Regions from separate parts of the Mus musculus genome. Here region 2 is linked to region 1. A link is a contact called in public Hi-C data. All regions are on one chromosome and are shown on one strand. Each heading gives the region's core, a stretch centred on a gene start, on an enhancer-like site or on the middle of the called end of the contact. The rest is flanking DNA. Distances are from core to core; before and after follow the strand shown.

Region 1 (4,465 bases), core at 1,278-3,777:
TAACCACCAATTCTGTGATTACAGATACATACCACCACCCAGCTTTTTATGTGAGTATTGGGGATCAAACCTCAGACCCCCTAATTGCTTTACCAACTTAAGTTTTCCCCAGATCCACATCTGTTCTTGTTCCTGATTTTCCAGGAAACAGTGTCTTTTATTTCCCAAGAATCTGGCTCTGGCGTGTGTTTGAGGAGACAGCCCTCACCTGTGCTCCTGCACACTGCAGTGTGCTGTAAATGGTGCTGGATTGTCCTTGGCTACACATCACAGAACCGATCCCTGCCCTGGCACCTTCTGCCTTCCTTGGGAGTTCTGTGAACATGCTCTGAAGTTACATCAGATAAGGCCCTTCTCAGTGGGTAAGACTCTAAGTGATATCTGGCCAGTGATTTCTGGAGAACCATTTAATCCCCCTCATCAATTTTTCTGTAATTTGTTTCTTCTGTTATAAGTCCTGCCTGGGTATTTTCTCGAGTGAATGGAGCATAGAGCTAAGTTGATACCAACTCACAGTGTCCCTGAGCATGAGAGAGGAAAGCCATTTGCTGGCACAGGCTGCTAATGCACAGCCTGGCTGCACGCAGCGTATTTCAGCTTCTGCTGAGGCATGAGTCCAGAGCCTGGCTCAGTGCGTGGTGTAGGGTGGTGTTCTATTCCTTCCTGCATTTGTTAAACAGAGGAATCAGCCAATCTGATAAGGATCGGTAGAGAAGTAATCAAACCTAAGTCTGGATTCTAGTTGGAAGATAAGAGTGTGGTTAGAATATTAACAACCCCAGGAAACAGGAATGGTGGGGCAATGAGGTTGAGCTGGGTCTGCCATATTGGAAGTGGCATACAGGTGGCCTCTTGCTCAGGATGTTAGTATTTAGAAAACCAGTGCTATACAAGATGGAACTCACGGCTGGAGGTGCCAAGATCCTGTGGCTAGATATGTCATATGCCCTAGGGAAGTACCTACCTACTGCTCTTGTTCTGATAAATAAGCATAGTATTATACTGATTCCTAATAACTTATTGTGGTACTTGTAGATTAGCAAATCTCTCAACCTTCCTCAGAGGAATGTCTCCTTGCAGTAAATGTTGATTAACACAGAGACCCACAAACTGGATGTTGTGTAGAGAATGAGATACTGCAAAATGCCCAGCCATAAATGGGATATCTATGCTACACTCAGTCTTCCCAAGGCTGGATCATTATGGAAAGGAAAGCAGAAAGACTTTAACAGGCAGGGGTAGTAGATAATTGTAATGAAACCACGTTTTCTTGACGTGACCTGACATTTGTTCATACGAATTTGCAGCATTTGGGACAGCATGCAACTTAAACCAGACAACATCCTAGCACAAAGTCCCATCTGCATCTGAGGAGCTAGTGACAATAGGTAATAGCTGCTGGGAAAAGGAGAGACATTTTTTGTTAAAGGCGTGGTCCCTGGTAGGTAGATCACACTCTAGGGGCTGGGCCCACACCCAGGAGTATCTGAGCACAAATTGGACTCAATGGATTTTTTAAAAAGAGGTCAGGAAGTTGAGTGGGCAGGGAGGAAGTGAATAGATCTGGAAGGAGTTAGGTTGGGGAGCAAATATGATCAAAATACATTATGCACAATTCTCAGGGAATTAATATAATAATTAATACAATAATTCTTTAAATAGTTGTCAGGGTTATATATAAAAATGTGGACTTAGCTTCAGGAAATAGTACCTCCTGCCTACTTGGTGCCCTTGGAGGCCAGAAGAAGACATCAGATCCTCTGAAATTTGAGTCACAGGTGTTTGTGGGCTGTTACTCGGGTGCTAAGAGTCGAACCTGAGACCTCTGCAGGAGAAGCAAGTGCTCTTAACCAGGGAGCCACTACTCTAGCCCCTAATATAAGACTTTTAAAAGTTATCACAATTCTCTGGGTTTTTATTGTTCATAATAGTGTTGAGTTATTGTTATTGTTGTTTGTTTGTTTGTTGTTGTTGTCGTCTAGCTGGTATCCTGAGGTTCTGATTACATGAACTTGGGGGCTGTGTTGTCATTCTCTCTGGTTGGAAAGCTGGTGTCTCAGTGCATTTCCTGGACTTTTTGAGGTGGATGAATGTTTTATTAGATCTGCTTTTAAACAGCCGAAGAACAAATCTGGTTAATTTACAGCTAATGCGACATGTCTGGCTACATCCAAGGTCTTTAGTGATGTTGTCTTTCGCAGATCTGAACTGGGAGAATAAAGTGATAAAGTGATATAGCTGCCTATTGTTAAATAGGTGTTATGTGTACTGGAGAACAAACACCTCTTTTTAAGGAGGTCTTAGTAAGAACAGTTGTGCTAGGGAACTTGGGGGGCAGGGGACACATTGCCGAGGAGCTACGCCAAGGGACTCATAAAAGAAGATCAAATTAGAGGGCACACCATGTCCTGATTTATCTTCCCATGTTCTACATTCAACTATGAAATCATTTCAAGGGGTGGGGGCATGAAAACACCAGACTGAGGCACAAGAAAAATGACCAGAACTTGTGCTGCCCTCTGCTGTCCATTAATACACATAGCAGAAATGTTCCTGTCTCAAAAAGAAAATGAACACTCCGGCATCCACAGTGCTGGAAGCTGCTAAGAATGCTCCTGGAGGAGAAAAGAATCATAACTCTCACCCGGTTATATACTCTGTGAGCTACAATAGCAATCTGCCTGCGAGGTATGCCCACTGAGGTAATAGTGGAACAAATATCACCGAATTAACAAACCACTCATTGAGATGGAACCCACACCTGATACTGTTAATGAGGCCGATAACATGCGATTAGATATGTCATGGTCCTGGAAAAACCAACTACTTTTCTGCAAAATCAACACAGCAATGAAACCACTCCTGATGACATATTTTATACCCACAGGTCACTGCAATGTTCAACCTCCCTCAGGTTAAACATCCTGATGATGCGTTTTGCATGCATGCATGCCTGTGCACCACCTGTCTACTTGGTGCCCTTGGAGGCCAGAAGAGGACAGCAGATCCTCTGGAACTTGAGTCACAGGGTATTTGGGCTGCTATGTGGATGCTAAGATTCGAACCTGAGACTTCTGCAAGAGAAGCAAGTCGAACATTACCCAGCTAAATAATAATCAACACAGAGATTCACAACTGGACAGTGTGCAGAGAGTGCTCCACTTTGGAGCCCTCTGCCCTAAGTGGACTGTCTTTATCAAATTCCTTCCTTCAGGGCTCAGAGATCTTTGTGGGACAGGAAGAAGAACGACTGTAAGAGCCAGAGGGGTAGACAACTCTAAGAAAACAGTGTTCCAGACACAACAAGTCCGATGCACATATGAACTCAGAGATAGTGGCAGCACAAATAAGGCCTGATGCACAGGTTGAAGTCATTTTCCCTCCCCAAGTTGCTTTTGCTCACAGTATATATCAATAGAAACCCTACACAGTAGCACATGTACTCAGCCAGACTGGATGCCCACTAAGTTTCAAAGATATGGCTATTTCTGCCTCTCCAGAGCTGGGATTATTTGTGTGTGTGTGTGTGTGTGTGTGTGTGTGTGTGTGTGTTGGGGACCAAATCTCACCCCCCCCCCCCGCTTGCACAAAAACACAGCTGAACCACTTCCATAGCCTTCTACATGTTTTTAAGTTTTATGCCAGGAACAGGAGATAGATACAAAGACGGATTAGGCACGATTCCTTCATTTTGACAGTGCCTTAAAATCTTTGTGAAAACATTGTAAATCCAAATCGTTCTTTTTATATTTTCCTTTCTCCAAAATTCCCTCTTTTTCTGATATGCCTTGTTATCTGCCCATGGAAAGTTTAAGTTGATAGTTATTATCCAGCATCATAAACAGTAATGATAATAAATAGCCCAGTTTTAAATGGTGTGTATTCTGACCTCGGCGCCTTTACTAGGCTGAGTCCGCTATTGTAGAGGGCACAGATCCCCACTGCCTTGCGCAGCAGGGGTAGCGCTATAGTACTTTCTCAGTGTGGGTTAGGGCAGAGAAGGAGGGTGGGCTGGAGCATGTGGGGGAGAAGGAGGGAGGAAAGGAGGACATTTAATGCGGAGCCTAGCAGTGCAATCAATAGGTGCTGTCCACTGACTATCAATTAAGGCACAATTACGGCCTGTGCACTCGGAGTTTGATTAAGCCGCTGGCAGTGCCTGGGAAGCTGCCAGATAAACAAGGGCTCTAGGCGAGTGCCCGCGCCCCGCGTAATAAAGCAGGAGTCTTCTGGAGGGAGGTGCAAATGAGGACTTTGCTCTGCATGTGGAGACAACATGACAAGAAAAAAACACCAAGAAGGCCGAGTGGGAGGGAGGCGAGGGAAGAGCATCCTCAGCGAGGTCCTGGGAGATGCTGGGAAAGCTATTGGTTATTCGCCACTTACGGTAGGGTAGGGATGGGAGCAGAACACTGTGTACTTCCGAATGATGCCGTTCAGCTTCAGCGGGGGCAGCCAGGACACG
Region 2 (5,148 bases), core at 2,238-4,737, 930 kb after region 1:
GACCCCAATTAAATGATTTTTACTTATAAGAGTTGCCTTAGTCACAGTGTCTCTTCACAGCAACAGAACAGTGACTAATACAAACACCTTGAACAATGTCCAAAGGGCACCTGCTCCTACACACAGTTCTTAAAATTACTGATGAACACCTGTGGAAGATACCAGAGTGATGAAGGAACAAGGAAAAGGCCAGAGACGTAAGAATTAGCCACTTACTGAGTTCAATGCCATCCTGCCTGTGTCAGCAGCATGAGGAGGTCAGTATGGGGCTTCCTCCAGGTGACCTGAAGGAAAGAAGCATACACAGTAATATTTAATGTAGTTTAGCTTTAGAAGACTCTGAGTGAAAGTCACATTGTACCACAGCAAACTGCAGTTATGCCCCTGGCCTTCAGCCTTCACTTCACACATGCCTTCCCATGTCTCTTCACTCCCTGGGTCATTGCAGATGGTGTGTTTATGTCAGGCAACCTAATGTCCTCCTCTGAGGTACAGAGAACCTCATGAATGAGCCTGGGGTACAAATTGAACTACTGTGGCCAGGAGAGCCCACCTAACCTTGAAGAAATGGGGACAGGCAGAGAACCCTGCCTACAGAGGAGCACCTAGGGTTGAGCCTGGGACTCCAAGCCCTTCCACACTTATATGGTTTAGTAATGGCTATTCCCAGTTACATTCACCAAAAGGAAGATTCGTGGGAGAAAAACCACAGAAGACCTTGCTCCATAGAGGGCAACAGCAAGCCTGGAAGGCAAACACCCAGGGCTACCTTCAGCCTGTGCCCTTTTCCAAAAGCATTCTTAGACAAATATCTAAACCAACCTGACAACTCAGCTTCCATCTCTTCAAAGTGGATATCACAGTTGACACATTTAAGATGAAGTTCATTGCAAATGTACACAGAAGGGGGTTTTCAGAGAATGAACAGCAGAGGAGCAACTGACAGGGTCAGACCCGGCCTCCTTACAGGTGTGTCCATGCAGACAACTGCATGGAACTGGTGGCCTACAATTGAATACCAGAAACAGGCTGCATTTGACTCTTCTACATAAGCCTCACAGGATTACCCAAGCTTTAGTAAATAATGTGTCCTTATGACTCATTGTTATGGTTCGAATGTGAAACAGCACCCCAGATAGTTTGGGGTGCTTGGGAAAAGCATAGAGCCTTTTGGACATCGATCTGCAGGCCAGCTTTACTCCCTGGCTCTGCTTCTGGATAGAGGCACTGCTTCCTGATGTAGTAGGATGTCAGCAAGCCACTTCATACTCCCACTGCTGCAGAAAAGAGCTGGTCCTGGTAGACCAACTCGACGATTTGTAGTTATGAAAAGAAGTCCTTGGATCATTGCATATGTAGCCATGTGTGAAATGCCAGCAACAACCAGAGATGCCATCAGCATAAAGTTCCTTACTTTAAGTGAGCCATCTTTCCAGCACTGTCCTCCACTGACAGCCTCACTAAGCTTCTCAATCTCTGTGCACTCCCACGTGACATCTAGCTTAATGAAACCTTGATAAATCAGTTTGCTAAGAATCTCAACTTTCAATACCTGAGCAGATTCTCAGTCCTCTACCATCCTCAAAGGATACTTGGTAAGCCTGGCCTGCCTTCAAGTCAGGCTAGTCAGATCCCTCTCACCCATCTCGTTTCTTAATGATTTTCTATTTGCAGACATTCTGCTCTATGATTGTAATTTCCCATTCTCTCTTGCTCCATTGAGAATCCAAGCAGTTTCTTCACCACTGGCTCCTTGCCTGGTCCATCCATCTGCTGAGATGTTCCTGAAGCCATTAGTCCTCACCTTGCTTTACTGGGGGTTGTTGCATTATTTTTTTCATTGATATCCTCTCTATAGGGCTTTGCTTCACTCCTCCATGCTGGACTTGAAACGAACCAAGAACATTCTAAGACACCATTCTGGGGAGTCATCTATTCACCAGATAATATGCCCAGGAGGGCTGGAAGGAGTCCAGAAGCCAGGATAAGCGCCCTTCATTTATAAGAATCAGGTACTCTAGTGATGAGGAGATGATCAGTGGGCAAAGTGCTTGTTACACAAGCATGGCAACCTGAATTTGAATCCCAGATCCCCTTAAAAGTTTAGACATGGAAGTGCCCAACTGTAATCCTAGTGCTAGGGAGGCAGAGCCAGGGGGATCCCTAACACATGAATGGATAATCTTCACCATTCAGTAAACTCCTGGCTCAGTAAAATACCCTATCTCAAAATTAAAGTGGAAAGAGATTGAGGAGACACCGAGCATCCACCTCTAGGTCTCCATACATGTACACATGTGTATGGACAGCTATACACACATGAACATATACACATGCATACACTACACCACAGATGCACATAGAAGCCTGACACTTGGGTACACAGAAAGCAGTAGGCAGCACTACATAGCTAGAAGCTATGACACACTAGGCTTTAGGTGGGACTTGGATCCTAAGCTAGATTTAATCTCTCACTAGCTGTGACCTGGAAAGGACCCGTGTCTGAGTTCTCTATCAAGACAGAAAAGAGACGCGGCCTTTTATACTACTCTCAGGAGCACTGAGTAATGTTAGCAATAACATGATTGGTGTTGGCACACAGTGTTACCTTAGTAAGAGTTAAATAAAACTAATTTTACCTGGGGACATATCTTGGAGATGGAGTACCTGCCAATCACACAGGGGGCCATGAGTATGATCCCCAACACCACCAAAAAAGCAACTCTAAAGACTTCTGGTATCTCCTTCAACACTTGCAGATTGGTACTGCAATTCTTCCAAGCTAATGGGAAGTTCACCTGCTCTCAAAGCTCAGTGTCTCTGAAGGGAGCAGAAGAGGCCACCTGCTCATCTCCTAAGCAAAGCTAGGATCATTAAACACAAGAAGCCCCCCAAACCAACAACCTGCAATGAAGAAAGATGATTATAGCTTTGTACATTGAACAGATCTCAGTAAAAATGCACCAAGTCTTTCATTTCTTAGGTTGTAGATCACACAAATAGAAGAACCAAGTCATGCTGAGAGATTCTAGGTTTTTCTAATATTAAAGTCAACAGCTTTGTGGGTATGAGAATGAAACTGAGTACCATACAGTGAGAGGGATCGCCATTTAAAATGTATGGGAAACACCCAAACCTCTTAAAATGATGCAATTGCCACCCACTGGTGTGTCTTCTCTATGACCACTTTGCAAATAATAGAATCTAAGCCTGGACATCTACCTGGTGAGTGCATCCTAACTTCCTCCCATAAGCAGAGCCAGCCAGACACTGTCTAGTGTCCTTCCAGAAGAGCCCAGCTGCAGTGGCTTTCACTCCTGTGAGTTCTTTCTAGCTTGTTGATCTGGCTCACCAATTACAGGCTTGGTTGAAGTTTCAGGAAATGAAAATCTGATCCACTGGCAGTCTTCCCAGCTTGGAGCCCTCTGAAAGGAGCCATGACTAGGTGCTTGAAATTCATGCAAGGAGGAAGCCAGGACCATAGCCGTGAATTGTCAAGGGAAAGCCATCAGAAGCAGAAGCCAGCAGAGACTCTTAATCTTGTCCAGGGATCCCATGACTCACAAAACAGAAGCCAGAAATAAAAGGAGGGCCCAGTCCAGCTACCATGAACTTGGGAAGAGAAGGGGAGGCAGCCTAAACTCCCCCACCCCTGCAAGAGAAAGAAAGAAAGAAAGAAAGAAAGAAAGAAAGAAAGAAAGAAAGAAAGAAAGAAAGAAAGAAAGAAAGAGGGAGGGAGGGAGGGAGGGAGGGAGGGAGGGAGGGAGGGAGGGAGGGAGGGACGGAGGGAGGGAGGGAGGGAGGGAGGGAGGGAGGGAGGGAGGGAGGGACGGAGGGAGGGACGGAGGGAGGGAGAGAGAGAGAGAGAGAGAGAAAGAGAGAGAGAGAGAGAGAGAGAGAGAGAGAGAAAGAAAGAAAGAAAGAAAGAAAGAAAGAAAGAAAGAAAGAAAGAAAGAAAGAAAGAAAGAAAGAAAGATGCCCACACTAGGTAGGATCAGGAAAGGTGTCAAAAAGAGCAAGGGAGTCACATTCTATCCTGGTCATCTTCTAAACAGAAACAGGGATTTTCCATAGTCACATGCAGCTCTGACTCCTACATGTTGACTTTTTTCTTCTTCTTCTTCTTCTTCTTTCTTTTTTATTAGGTATTTTCCTCATTTACATTTCCAATACTATCCCAAAAGTCCCCCCATACCCTCCCCCCCCAACCCCCCTACCCACCCACTCCCATTTTTGGCCCTGGCGTTCCCCAGTACTGGGGCATATAAAGTTTGCAAGTCCAATGGGCCTCTCTTCCCATGTTGACTTCTGAAAGGGGCAAGACATAACCAGACAAGAGAGCTACCCTGTCACTTAAAGAAACCTGATACTTACCTTTGACACTGGGAAGCCAGACATAAGGAAGCACTTTGGGTAACTGTCCTTTAAAGGTCAAGAAAACAAATGAGGACGAGCTTCCTAAGGGCCCCTGGACAGCAGCCTCACCCACTCCATCTCAGAGGAACACAGCACCCTGGTGCTGTCTAGTACGAGTTCATGAATCACCTGTCCAGCTGTCACACAATGAGACAACACTGGGGAGTCTAGTTCCATCACATGATGTGAAAAAAAAAAAAAAAAAACTTTTCCAAACAAAAATGGCCCTGTAGTCCTTTCCTCTGAAAACGATGACAAGTTCATTGATACTTTCCTTGAAGAGTGTGGGATAACCCCAATAACTGAAGTCCACCAATGTCAAATACCACCTCACATGTGCTGGCTCCTTCATGAGACCCCCAGAGTGCCAGGTACTGTTGCTAGAAGTGGGAGGGGACACCCCCCCGAATCTTTCTCCAACTCTGTCACCACACTGCCACCATCACCAGACACTGTGTAGCCAATAAACACACAGAAGAGAACCATGACCCAAGTCATGTTATAAGATACTCTCCCTTCTTAGGGGCACAGTGCACTGTTAGGAGAAAGCTAATCAATAGTAGTATAGGGTGGAGGTATGAGACGTTCAGCATAGACAAGTATTGGACATGGGGATACTTCCTTACCAAGAAGTTATTTAAAGAGAGACACTTGTACTATCAGACTATCGAAACAGTGAACCTGGAAGAATTAAGAGCTCCTCGAGGGCAGGCATAGTGGTGCATAATTGTT

Evidence for each region. A called contact is a pair of places that touch in the nucleus more often than the background predicts.
Region 2: a Hi-C map of the N1E-115 cell line shows a contact between it and region 1, with 5 times the contacts expected there. The contact joins two enhancer-like sites.

Annotation. Positions count from the first base shown.
Region 1 is chr16:96,669,279-96,673,743 of GRCm38.p6, forward strand. It overlaps Dscam (DS cell adhesion molecule), which reads right to left. Exons shown (of 33, transcript NM_031174.4): 20 at 4,387-4,465. Among named protein-coding and RNA genes, the nearest start is that of Gm32509, 47 kb to the right of the region's middle. Within about 2 kb of position 2,528, at least 2 of the 459 cell types and tissues checked have an H3K27ac peak or open chromatin away from gene starts, as enhancers often do. A contact at or near this core is called in the N1E-115 cell line, where this site is marked.
Region 2 is chr16:97,599,039-97,604,186 of GRCm38.p6, forward strand. Tmprss2 (transmembrane protease, serine 2) reads right to left here. Exons shown (of 14, transcript NM_015775.2): 2 at 217-284. The coding sequence starts at 231. Among named protein-coding and RNA genes, the nearest start is that of Tmprss2, 9.6 kb to the right of the region's middle. Within about 2 kb of position 3,488, at least 18 of the 459 cell types and tissues checked have an H3K27ac peak or open chromatin away from gene starts, as enhancers often do. A contact at or near this core is called in the N1E-115 cell line, where this site is marked.